Linked DNA regions of Mus musculus: regions 1 and 3 are each linked to region 2. A link is a contact called in public HiChIP or PLAC-seq and promoter capture Hi-C data. All regions are on one chromosome and are shown on one strand. The core of a region is the stretch at or near the end of the contact, and the rest is flanking DNA. Distances in the headings are between cores, read along the strand shown. Region 1 overlaps Nctc1 (non-coding transcript 1). Region 2 holds the start of Lsp1 (lymphocyte specific 1). Region 3 has its middle 31 kb from the start of Krtap5-4.

What was found. Promoter capture Hi-C pulls out the DNA fragments that hold promoters and counts their contacts. HiChIP or PLAC-seq counts read pairs in DNA pulled down with a chosen protein or histone mark.
Region 1: a contact with region 2 is called in a promoter capture Hi-C map of second pharyngeal arch cranial neural crest, with 3 times the contacts expected there. The contact joins the enhancer-like site here to the promoter of Lsp1 in region 2. A contact is called at or near these places in 6 of 39 promoter capture datasets (the HPC-7 cell line, cranial neural crest, frontonasal cranial neural crest and 3 more), 2 of 484 Hi-C or Micro-C datasets (both in muscle stem cells) and 2 of 115 datasets of contacts at active chromatin or transcription factors (differentiating embryonic stem cells and double positive thymocytes).
Region 3: a contact with region 2 is called in an H3K27ac HiChIP or PLAC-seq map of double positive thymocytes, with 4 times the contacts expected there. The contact joins the enhancer-like site here to the promoter of Lsp1 in region 2. A contact is called at or near these places in 24 of 39 promoter capture datasets (3T3-L1-derived adipocytes, the C10 cell line, the HPC-7 cell line and 14 more), 7 of 484 Hi-C or Micro-C datasets (the C2C12 cell line, the HL-1 cell line, bone marrow-derived macrophages and 4 more), 12 of 115 datasets of contacts at active chromatin or transcription factors (the HL-1 cell line, the HPC-7 cell line, bone marrow-derived dendritic cells and 7 more) and 4 of 9 other capture datasets (adipose tissue, liver, macrophages and 1 more).

The regions. Positions count from the first base shown.
Region 1 is chr7:142,551,349-142,554,901 of GRCm38.p6, forward strand. The region is part of intron 2 of Nctc1 (non-coding transcript 1); the gene reads right to left. Among named protein-coding and RNA genes, the nearest start is that of Nctc1, 5.5 kb to the right of the region's middle. RefSeq lists enhancers at 1-28, 218-3,465. Within about 2 kb of position 1,978, at least 47 of the 459 cell types and tissues checked have an H3K27ac peak or open chromatin away from gene starts, as enhancers often do.
Region 2 is chr7:142,459,095-142,462,851 of GRCm38.p6, forward strand. It overlaps Lsp1 (lymphocyte specific 1), which reads left to right and starts at 1,718. Exons shown (of 11, transcript NM_001136071.2): 1 at 1,718-1,872. The coding sequence starts at 1,805.
Region 3 is chr7:142,333,130-142,336,829 of GRCm38.p6, forward strand. It overlaps a transcript of Ifitm10 not described here. Among named protein-coding and RNA genes, the nearest start is that of Krtap5-4, 31 kb to the left of the region's middle. Within about 2 kb of position 1,347, at least 32 of the 459 cell types and tissues checked have an H3K27ac peak or open chromatin away from gene starts, as enhancers often do. A contact at or near this core is called in bone marrow-derived macrophages and double positive thymocytes, where this site is marked.

The DNA.
Region 1 (3,553 bases), core at 728-3,227, 93 kb after region 2:
TGTTGCTAGACTTTGCAAGGTTTCAGGGACTATTTCTTGGGTCCCCCATGCTACAAAAAAAAAAAAATGCAGGTGCCCCAGAAAGGGACTGAGAAGAGACATCTAAATCTCCAAGACTGGTGTCTCACTCATGACCTAGATAGAGAGAAGGGCAATGTTTCTTACATGTTTCTGCTCTCTCACAAGCTCTTCCTCCCACCCTAGGGTCTCCACCCACTGCCTGCAATGAACAACTGTGGGGACCAAAGACTGGGAGGACCCCAGGATGCAGGAAAACATTGCAGATAGGGGTGCCAGAAACACTCATCTTTGTAAAGTTGTGGGGGATGTAGTGGAAAAGGGCAGGGTGCTCCCATTTGGGAGACTGGACCTAAGACTTAAGTGGCCAGAGGCTCTAAAGAGGGACAGAGTGACCAAGTGGGGACATGGGGCTTAAGAGCTGGCGCCAGTCTGACGGACATAGTCTGGCAAACTGAGCCACGTGCTTGCCTATGGAGCTCATGGAATATTCTTGATGAGTCTGGAAGAGCTGGGGCCAGGGTATGAGAGTCCTGAGAGGGTACAGGGCACCTGACATTGGCACGGCGCTCCTAGCACTATTCAGTTACCTCTGAGCTATGACTCTTTCTTGGACCTCTGTGTCATTGTCCTGGCAACACTAGGAAGGACAGGCAAACAGCATCCTTAGCCTATGATGTCTTCTTGGTGGGGTGGACAACAAAGAAAACCATAGCCATGTTTGAGAGAAGCAAGTACTGACTTTGTGAGGGTTCTGCCTGACCATGTGTGCCCTGCTTATTCCTGCCAAGTTAGTATGCCATATAGAGCTATGGGGGAGTCAATGTGGGGCTTGGGTGAGTGTGGGCTGGTCCCAAGGTAGAGATCAGAGCTCCCAAGATCTTGGGATCATGCAGAGAGCTATGTGGTATCTCTTCCCTCCGCAAGTTTTTTATTTTTGTTGTTTCATTTTTGAGACAGGCCTTGAATTTGTTATATAGCCGAGGTTGGCCTTGAAGGTCCCATTCTCCTGCTGCCGCCTCTTCAGTTCTGAGACTACAGGCATGTGCCACCATGTCCAGCTTATGTAGTGTAGATCAAACCTAGGGTTTCGTACATACCAGGCTCTACCCACTAGGCTATATCCCCAGTCCCTCCCCACTGACTTCAGGAGGGTCTGGGACTATTAATTCAGAGGACAGCATTCCCCCTTCCCCTTTAGAGGTCTCTGTGTCTTAGTTTCTTCTGTTGGACACAGGATCCCACTTTTTGGGTGGCTAAGTGCTCAGCATGGTCTCTGGGGGAGCTGGTTCTGAGCCTTGGGCTACCTAAAGGGGGCAGTAGAGGAGCAAGCATGCCCAGCTGGGCTCACTGCTTGGGGGGCCTCCTGCCCCCAAGCCAGGCCAGTTGGTTCCACATGGCGCCTTCCTCCACCCCCACCCATGGAATGTTGCTGCAGAACTGCAGGTCTGGCGCAAACACACCCAGGGCCCCCGCCAGAGCAGCCCACCCCCACCCCATACCTTCCTGTCAGGGAGGTCCCAGGCTCTGTGTTCTCCTAGCCTGTTTTCTGATATTTTTCTGGGTGGGGAACAGCCTAAACGAGTTGGGTCTGCTCACAGGAGATAGGGGGCTGAGGCAAGAGCCAGGCGTTTTCAGTTCTTTGTCTTGGGAAGCTTATGCCTAGGGACGAGGGGAGTTCTTGGTCTCACCATCTACAACCAAGCCTTAGTGGGTTTGAGGGCTGTGTGTACCCAGGGCCGTGTGGTGGTAGGGGGCAGTGGGAGCATGGTGTCCCCAAGTATTGGGCAATGGTGGCGCTGCTGACCAGGAGGCAACAGGACATCTCCCTCCAGGAGAGGTCAGATACCCTGCTGGCCTAACTGCCCTTTGAAGCTTAGCTGTTCCCAACCTGAGCCTTCCAGGACCCCAAATTAGTCTCCGAGGCTGCTGGTCAAGAGGCCATGGCGTCACTGTGAAACTCGAGCTTCCTGGGGCCGAAGGGTCCTGCCCAAAGAAGGAGCGCCTATGTACACAGAAGGCCAATAGCCTTTTAGAAGGCTCAAGTGTCTCCATGATGGTTGTGCCCCCAAGGTGGCCTTCTTGCTCTTGCCTCTTCCTCCACCTCCCACCCCCACCCCCACCCCCAGCCCCACAGCCTGTGCCTCACAGCCTCAGGCCCTGCCTCCCCGGCTGCTTTCTATGCTATAGGGATCGTGTTCCCCTCCTGGCCGTGTCTTATCTCTGGAAAAGCGATTACAGGGTTTCTACATTAAATTTTCAGCGTGAAGCTTTTTTGTATGAAGTTTGAAGTGGCTTTTTTTTTTCTCTTTTTTCTTTTTTTTTTTTTTTTCCAAATAACACCTGGAGAGGAAGGACACAAAAGAAGAATGTTGGCTTACAAAACTCTGGGCTGGGGGTGGCTGTCCTGCAACCCTGCCTCATTCAGCCCTTAGTGCATGCTGTTCTCCAGCCCCGGTTGAGCTATTATAAGTTAACCCTCTCATGGCCTCCCTTCTGCCCCAAGCCCAGATCTGCTATGGCTTTCAGATTGGTACCATAGCTTACAGAATCGTGGGGCCTGAACCCCTCAATCATGGACTTCTCCGTTGGCCTTTGCCTGGTGTGTGTTCTCTCCAGGCTGCCTGGCTTACCTTTGCTTAAAGCTAAGCAGGCCTGCTTGGGACCTCTCTGGGCCTGAGTTGTCCCGTCTGTGGAGACTGGTAATGGCTGGGGCCTGCTGTTTTCCTCTCTTGGTAATTGAAGGGGCCACTTGGGAAATCTACTCTCAAGCTTGTCTGTTGGGTCATTTTGATTTGGGGATTTCCAAACATTGGGGCCATGAAAGGTCACCCCGCTGACCCCAGCCTGCCTCATTATGTCACAGCCAGATTGCTGTGGTACCTGATGGAATCCAGAAGGCCCACACCAGTGGGAGGGCAGGCAGGCAGGCAGGCAGGCAGACGACTGAGGTGTGGGAGCAGGGCACTAGGCCCAGCTCATCCCAATTCTAAGCAAAGCTGCCTTTCCAGTCTTCATCATTTCAGGAATATCAGCCTTGGTACCACAAGTCCAGGCTGTGTGTGCCTTGCCAGCTTTGCCCTTGGGCATCAGGCGTCTGCTCCTTGTTCTGGCTTCCTTGAATGGACTTTGTCCCTTGTCCAGTCTTTCACAAGTGTCTTTACCTCCTTCTCCACTGCTGTTGGATAAATAGCTGCCTTCATCCTAGTCCACTGGTCCCTAGCCCTCCCACAAGCACCTTGTCACCTTCCCAGACCCTCAAAGCCCTTGTGGACCCCCTTTGCAGCCCCTACATGGGACTGCAGGAATTTGCCTGCCCAGCTAAGTGAACAACACTTCAAGCTGCCCAGTTCCTTGTTCAGCTTTTCTGGTGTTTCCATCATTTTGATGAGCAGCTGAAGGATCCCTTTCTGCTCCACATTATAATTTCCTTGGGTGATTACTGGGCTCAGTGCCAAGCTCCCCCCACTAACAGCACCTCCCCTCCCCCCAAGAGAGATGTGCAGTCTTAGGGAAGAGACAAATGTAAACTAGC
Region 2 (3,757 bases), core at 468-2,967:
TACTTTTACAGGAAAGTCACTCCTGTGATATGACCTGGGTGTAAGACCCATCTCCTCTCAGGAGTCCTGCCTTCCACACTGCTACTCTTGGGGCTGACTTTATAAACACTTCAGCTTTGAGAGAACCAGACTGGGGTTTTCCCCTTGGGCAGAGCTGGCTCTGCAGGCTTGAAGGGTCTGTGCTATTAGGGTCTGAATTTCCATCTGAAAGATGTTAGCTGCTGGATTTGAGGTCCTGAAAACTATGAAACCAATCCAGTCTGTAGGTAGCCAATGGTCTCCACCTCTCCATCCCCCAGCCCTAAGGACAAACAGGCCACAGAAAGTTCATAGATTAGTGGCTGGAATGCACCGATAAGGTGCCTGGATGGCGAGGCCCTGTGACAGACATAGGAACCAGTGAAAACCTCTTAAGAGGTGTCAGGACAGAAGTGGCATAACTCTGTCACCTGCCAAATGCATTCCCAGCCACTTATCAACAGAGCACTTAGGAGGGTCCCAAGGAAGCAAAGTGCAAAAGGAGAGAGAGAGGAGGCTGAAGAAAAAGCAGGCAGGTGTCCTGCCCAGTCTGCTGAACAATACTCACTCTTCCTGTTGCCCCCTCCTCAGGACTGGGATAGAGTAAGCAAGGCTTTGCCTCCACTGGACCATGTGGATAAGAAAGGGCTCCCTGCAGTCAGGCAGGCTTGCAAACACAGGTCTACCTCTAGATGATACTCTACAGCTTCTACTAAGTTTCCCAACACCCTAAGGCTCTCTTGCCTTTCTGCACTTCTCCTGTAAGACCTCATAGTGAGATTTCCGAGGTCACTCATTGCCCAGTGCTGGGAAATAGGGCACTGGCTCCTTTCTTTCTATCTCTTGGGTCAGCAAGCTTCAAAGAGAGAGTCTCTACCATGTTGTGGCTGCCTCAACTTGGCCCAGTGACACTTTAGCCCAAGTCCCGGGACTTTGGGATCTGGCTATCACATTCCCCATCATTCCTTTATAGTCCCTTTGGTTCCCTCCCAAAAGCCTCAGTCCTTCCTCTGGTGCTGCCTCTCAGGAGAACCCATGACCCACCCCAGCATAGCTGGGAACATCAACCGACTCTTCGACTGGTTCCAAATGCCCAGAGCACAGAGGCAGGATTAGAGAGAGCTGATGGAGCAGGGAGACAAGAGCGTCCAGCAGCTAGGAATGGAGACAGATAGAGACAAGCTCTAGAACCACAGACTAGGGGAGCACCACATGTGGGACCCTGGACATGGCTGGGGAGCAAAGGCTAACTAAGAGTGTCCAAGGCCATGACCTTGAAGCATCAAGAACTAGTTCCACCATGTTCATTGAGCACACTTGGAAGCACAGAAGATTTCCATGCAAAGCAATTGAAAGCAGTCCACGGACACTAAAGGGACCATGAATTCTGGACATTGTGGGAGACATAGCTACTCTCAGGTCTATGGACCAGAGTTGCAAGGAGTAGCCTTACTCACCTCTACCCTCAGCCCTTTTCTGTCATTCCAGGAGGCTATAGCTTGCTTGCTCAACACTTCCTGATGAGTGGTTTGGGTTTAGTTGGTTTTTGGTTTTTTGTTTTTTTGTTTTGTTTTGTTTTGTTTTAACTCTTCTTCTGTTGCAGCAACATAGGAAAAAAAAAAAAAAAACCCAAGCCCCATAGGTTTCAAACCTCAACCTGCTACAGGAAGGAGGAAGTGAAACCTGGGGCGGGAAGGGTGGGGGGCTGAGGCTCTAGGCCACCGCCCATCTACAGAGAAACACCAGGAGCCATAACAAGTGCACCCACACCGAAGACACCAGGCCCATGGCGGAGGCTGCCATCGATCCCAGATGCGAGGAACAGGAAGAGCTCCATGCAGAAGACAGCGAAGGGTGAGTTCCACTATGGGCAGTTTGCTTTGTGCCAAGTGCTGAGTAGGCAGAATCTCAGATAGGACTTAGATAGCCTTCAGAAACCCTCTCTTACCAGAGAGGTGTGTATCTCCTCTATCTCCCTCTGCAGCTTGGCCTAACTGGGAAAGGCTATCTTCCTGGCTAGGGTTCATAGCCAGAATAGAGAAGATGGATGCTTGGTGTGGAAGGGACTGGGAGTGGCTGGATATGGCCTGAACAGCAGGAGAGAGCAGTAGCTGTGTTGGGAGAAACTAGGCCTAGGAATCCTGACCTCATGCACCTATAGGCTTGTCTGAGGGGTCTGGCCTGCCTTAAGATACTGAGAGGTGACCAGGCCTCAGGGGTTCCCAAAGCTGCTATGTGAGGATAGAGAAGGTCAATGGTGTCTTATGGACCAGGCACTGTTGTTAAGTACAGTGGGTATGGGAATGAACATTGGCAAAGGTAAAGGGGGCCACTGCCCTGCAACAGACAGGGCTGGGCAGAGGCCTTTAGGCTGTCAGCTGCTTAAGGGCATCTGCAATTTAAAGGGATGTGAAGGGTGTTCCCTGTCTTTCCTGTGTTGGGTCATAAGGTGGGGGTGGGGGTAATGAGAAGGGAAGCTGTTAGTGGGTAGACATGGAGACCAAGCCAGGCCATTGGTGCCTGCCCTGCCCTGTCCCAGGAACAGGTCTCAGAAGAGGGTGTCAGGTCTTGGGGACAGGTCAGAGGCTAGCAGCCTCATGGGAGCAGGATGTGGGGGCTGCGGTCCAGGTGTGTAAGAGGAAGGGGAAGAAAGAGGTAAAACATAAAATTGCTACCGGAGCTGCCAGGCTGCCAGGGAGAGTGTGACTCTTAGGGTTCAGCCACAGGCTCAAGGAGATAAGGCCCACCTTAGCAGGGGTTGCAGGGTCTCTGCAGTTCGCAAGCCGGACGCCAGATCTTGGGCAGGAACAGCAATTCCTCAATCCTTATCAATGATAATGGGAAGAAACCTCACTTTGAGGGGTGCATGTTGGGGGGTCTCCACACTATTGCTTTGCATTTGGACCCTGGTTAGAAAGTTGTCCAAGGAACCCTCAGGCTAGGAAAGGAGTCTGAGGCTAAGCAGAGACTGGCCTGGTCTGGGTCAGCACCCTTGTGCCAGCCTTGGGATTCCAGGGCCATGTTGTTCCCAGAAAGGCTCTATGAAGTCTGTCTCCTGGGAAGGGGGACATGCATCGTGACATCCCAAGAAGGGCTCCAAGGACACTCTGCCCAGGCTGGATGAGGACACAAGCTGCGGGGTGTGTGGAACAGGGTGATCAGTCAACAGCTGTGACCCTGTTCAGAAATGACTGCACGTCAGTGCCCCTGCCACCTTGTGCCCATAGAAGGGCAGCTTCAAGCAGCCAAGCCAGCCCCACCCTCCTCCTAGGCCCTTCCTCAGCCCCCTCTCTCAGCTGTCTCAAATGCCGAGGTCTAAGCAGCACAGTGAAGGGTGCCCACAGCTCTGGCGGTCCCAGCCGATCCCTAGTCATCTTGCTGTAGGACCGGAGCTGGGCTGCACCTGTGCCTGTCAGTCAGGAACTCCTGTTCCACAATCCTACAGCCTTAAAGGGGCCTGGGAGCCCCTTAAAGACCTCCTCCCCAAAATGGAGGAAGAAAGAACAAAGTGCACCACCGACCTTTCAAAATGAAACTGAGACCCTGGAGGAGGAGATACTGTGCCTGCTGTACAGGGTGACTCACAGACCAGGGATTCTCCTGTTTGAAGTGGTAAAGTCCCCAGTGCCCAGAAGGGGTTATTTGGTCTAAGAAGTTCCCATTCAGGAAGCCCCAGAAGCCCAGAGCTGAACAGGGTCAGTTTGGGCTGGATCAGATCAGGGGGAATCCCCATGCTGTG
Region 3 (3,700 bases), core at 97-2,596, 130 kb before region 2:
GCATCCTGAGAGTCTTCCAGAACCATATGGCCCCTCATGGGGACCCAAAGTTCCTGGCCAGGCCTCAGAGTGGGCAATTCGGGTGAGTGGGCTGTGGAGATATGGACAACCCAAGACATGGGACACAGGCCATGGTGGGCACAGGCCCCAAAGAAGGACCAAGTTTTGTTTCATTCTCATGTCCTCAACAGGGCCAGGGGACTCAGTAGGAACCCGAGCTCTCTGGAATATTCTAGAAGCAGAGACTGAGCATAGCCACAGGGTCTATGACTTGCTTGAATGCTGTCTAGCCGCTGGCCACAGGAGCTGAGGGCCAGATACATTCAGAGCTTCCTGTTCTCAGCAACTCTGTGATGACCTGATGACCCACCCCAGTCTTCCCCCACTGGAGGACAACGCTTCTTTCCTCCTGCTTCCTCATCAGTCCAGGGTCCTCCATTCCACTGGTGAGACTGCCTCAGGGGCTCCTGCGTCCTCTCTCCACATCAGAAGATGAACCCTCAATCCTCACATGAATTCATGTCCTTCAGTGGGGACCCTAAACAAAGATGGCTAACTATGTCTCTCCTTTTCACCTTTGCTGTCACCCTTCAGAATAGGAGTGGGAGCAGAGGTTTTGGCTGGGAAAGGCCTTCCACAAGTTGTCCTTTCTGCCATTGGGTGAAGCCCTTTCAGCCTCAGTATTTCCCGTTTGCAGGCCAGCAGTTCTGTCTCTGTCACCTGCATGTCACATCTGTCCCAGCTGGATAAAGTAGAGGAAAGGGAGAAAGCTTGAGCAAAGCTGGGATGACAGGTGGTGTCCATCATGGACACAGGGACTTGTCAGTGACAGAGGGACCACAAGGAGCAAGATGTTGCAGAAGGAATAGGGGGTAGGCAGAATGGTTTCCTTGTGGATTTAAGTGGAGTATACAGGGGGCAGGACAGGGTCCAGCAAGATCACTGAGGGGCCCAGAACAGTTGGCAATACTCCAAGAAGAAGCTGTTGCCTTCCCAGAAGTCCATGTTGATACCTGAGCCTCTGCCCTGTTTCCCTGTCAGCCTCTCCCTGCAGGGCCTGAATTACGTGAATTACCTCAGGGACTCTTTAGGGCATAGGTCATGGGGGAAAGAATAGGAGACCAGAGCACCTAGCAATCAGGCTTACAAATGGGCCAGTGAAGACCTCCACAGACCAGCCTAAACAAGCAGCACCCTTCAGGCACCCACTGCTGGGTTCTGAACTCTCACTGCTGGACCGGTGGTCCCTGCCTCAGTGCCTTCAAAGCCAGATTCTGTCCTGTCCAGACCACAGGCTCGGAGCACACAGCCACCAGGGGGCGCTCATGCACTACTCAAAGTGCTCTTGTCTAAACAGGTTCTTTGTTGAGCTCTTCCAGAAGCAGCTTCTGCAGACTCACAGGAGGGCCAGACTATGCCTAGGAAAGAGGAGGCAGCAGATGATGGAGACCCAGCTTCAGGAACCCAAGATGACAGGGAGAGGACAAATTGGCCTCTCACAGAGAGCTGGCAATTTGATCATCATGACCTCTGATTTCCAAAGCTCTCCTCCCCATCAAACTGGCTTTAAAAAGTAGACAAGATAAAGTGCCATAGACCTTCTGTGATTGCTGAAAGCCGGTAGTTGGGGAGAAGGGTGCTGGTTCTATAAGAGACTAGACGCTGGCCCACCCGTAGACTCCACTGTAGAAAGAGGTGGGTAGGATGGTCACCGTGGCCTTCTCCATGAATGCAGAGCAATGTGTGTCTTCCATCTGAGGGGCTGAGATGCTCCTGGGGTAGAATGCTGCTCCTCGTCGAGAGCACACAGACACCCTGGGTGGAGCACCCAGCTTCCTGTCTGAGCCCCTCCTAGAAGATAAGCTTCCATTTTGCTCCAGGATCCTCAGATGCAGGCGAGGTCCTGAGTCCATATCAACACCACCACTAGGTTTTTAGTGTATGTCTATCCATGCCTGTGCTCTGGCTACTGCAGGAGCCTACGGACACACCGACAGGGTCCCCTTGACCCTGATGAAATTCTACATATATAGGCACCCATGTACTTTGGCTCTTTCTAGTGTTTACCGGGCTGACCATATGGTGCTTCTCTTCTGGAATGGCCGCTGTCCTGTGCACAGGATGGGGACAAGCCCTCCACCGTTGTGGCTCTCGATGCTCTAGTTACTGTGCTTGCCTGCCAGCCAGCCAAGCTGGTCCCAGTGGCTCCCTGCCAGGTGGTCTGTGCTGTGCCTGCTTCCACGAGTCTCCATGTTTGCCAGCCAACCAGGCAGTGCCATCCGTGACCATAAGGTGCCCTGAATAAACCTGAGTCAGCCAGTTCTGCAGGACCCAAGTTCTTAAGCTTCAGGAGTCCTCCATCCATCCAACCAGAACACCACAGGATCTGAGAAATTCTGATTCGTACCCCGGTATTGATATCCTCTCTGATCCCCAGGGATATGCTAATCCCGAGTCCTGCCCTAATCCTAACTCTTGCCCTGACCTCCAGGCCTGTTCTGATCCCCAGTGGTGCCCTGATTTTGAGTCTTGCCCTTTTTCTGAGACCTGAGCTGATCCTGAGTCCTGGCCTATGGGAGATATAGAGGACAGGACCGTGTGAGGAGGGTCACCAAGACTGAGAACACATGAACATGACAGTATACCTAGCAGTTGCCAGAAGCTGGAATAGGCAGACAGGATAGTCTTTTACCAAAACATGACCCTGTGGCACTTGATTCTGGCCTCTATCCTACAGAACTGTATGGTGGCAGTAGCAGATTCCTGATCATATCTGTGTGTTCATGTGTGCTTGCACATGTGTGGAATCCAGAGGTCAGTGTCTTTATCAACCCCACCTGCCTTATTGTTTTGGAGATGTAGTCTCTCATTGACTCAGGAGCACATGATACCTCTAGTCTGGCTGGCCAGTGAGCTCCCGGGAACCTTTGTGGCCACTACTCTATTAACATCAGAGATCAAAGGCCCTACACTTCACCTTCAAATCAAATAGCCAGGAGTATAGGAGCCAGAGTCCAGGAGCCAGGCTAAGCTTCTGGCCGGTCCCTTTCCTGTGTCCTAGGTTCTGTTCTCTGGTCCTCTCTCCCCCACCCCCAGGTAGGATGGAGATCTGTAAGGCTGGGCTCCTGTTGACCCATACAACTCACTTTACAGCCTTTACCTGCTGCAGCTGAGGGATAAAGTGGACTTGTCTGTTTCCAGTCTGAGCAGAACTCACAAAAATGAGGATGATTATCAAGACAGACAGACTGACTGGATGCTGGGGCTTGTAGTGCTGACCCCTGTGCTGCCCTCCAGGACCCTTAAGACACTATCCTTGCTGTATGTGGCTTTATTGCATTGACCTAATGCTGCAAAGCTGAGCATCCTCCTAGACCAAGATCAAGATCACTCCAGCGCCCTCAAAACACCCCTGTCCTCACCATCCCTAAACATCTCTAAACCTTGAACTCTCCCATCAGGTTGATTTTGGTTTTACAGGGCTGGGGCTGTAGAAGGTTTATCTTATGTACAGGAAGCCCTGGGATCAATCCCCAGCATTACCGAAACAAGATATAGTGGTGCGTACCTGTAATCCCAGACCTTAGGAAATAGAAGCAGGAAGATCAGGTCATCCTACCTACATAACCAGTTTAAGGCCAACCTGGGCTACACAAGAAGGTGTCTCAAACCAAACCAACCAACCAGCTAACCAACCAAC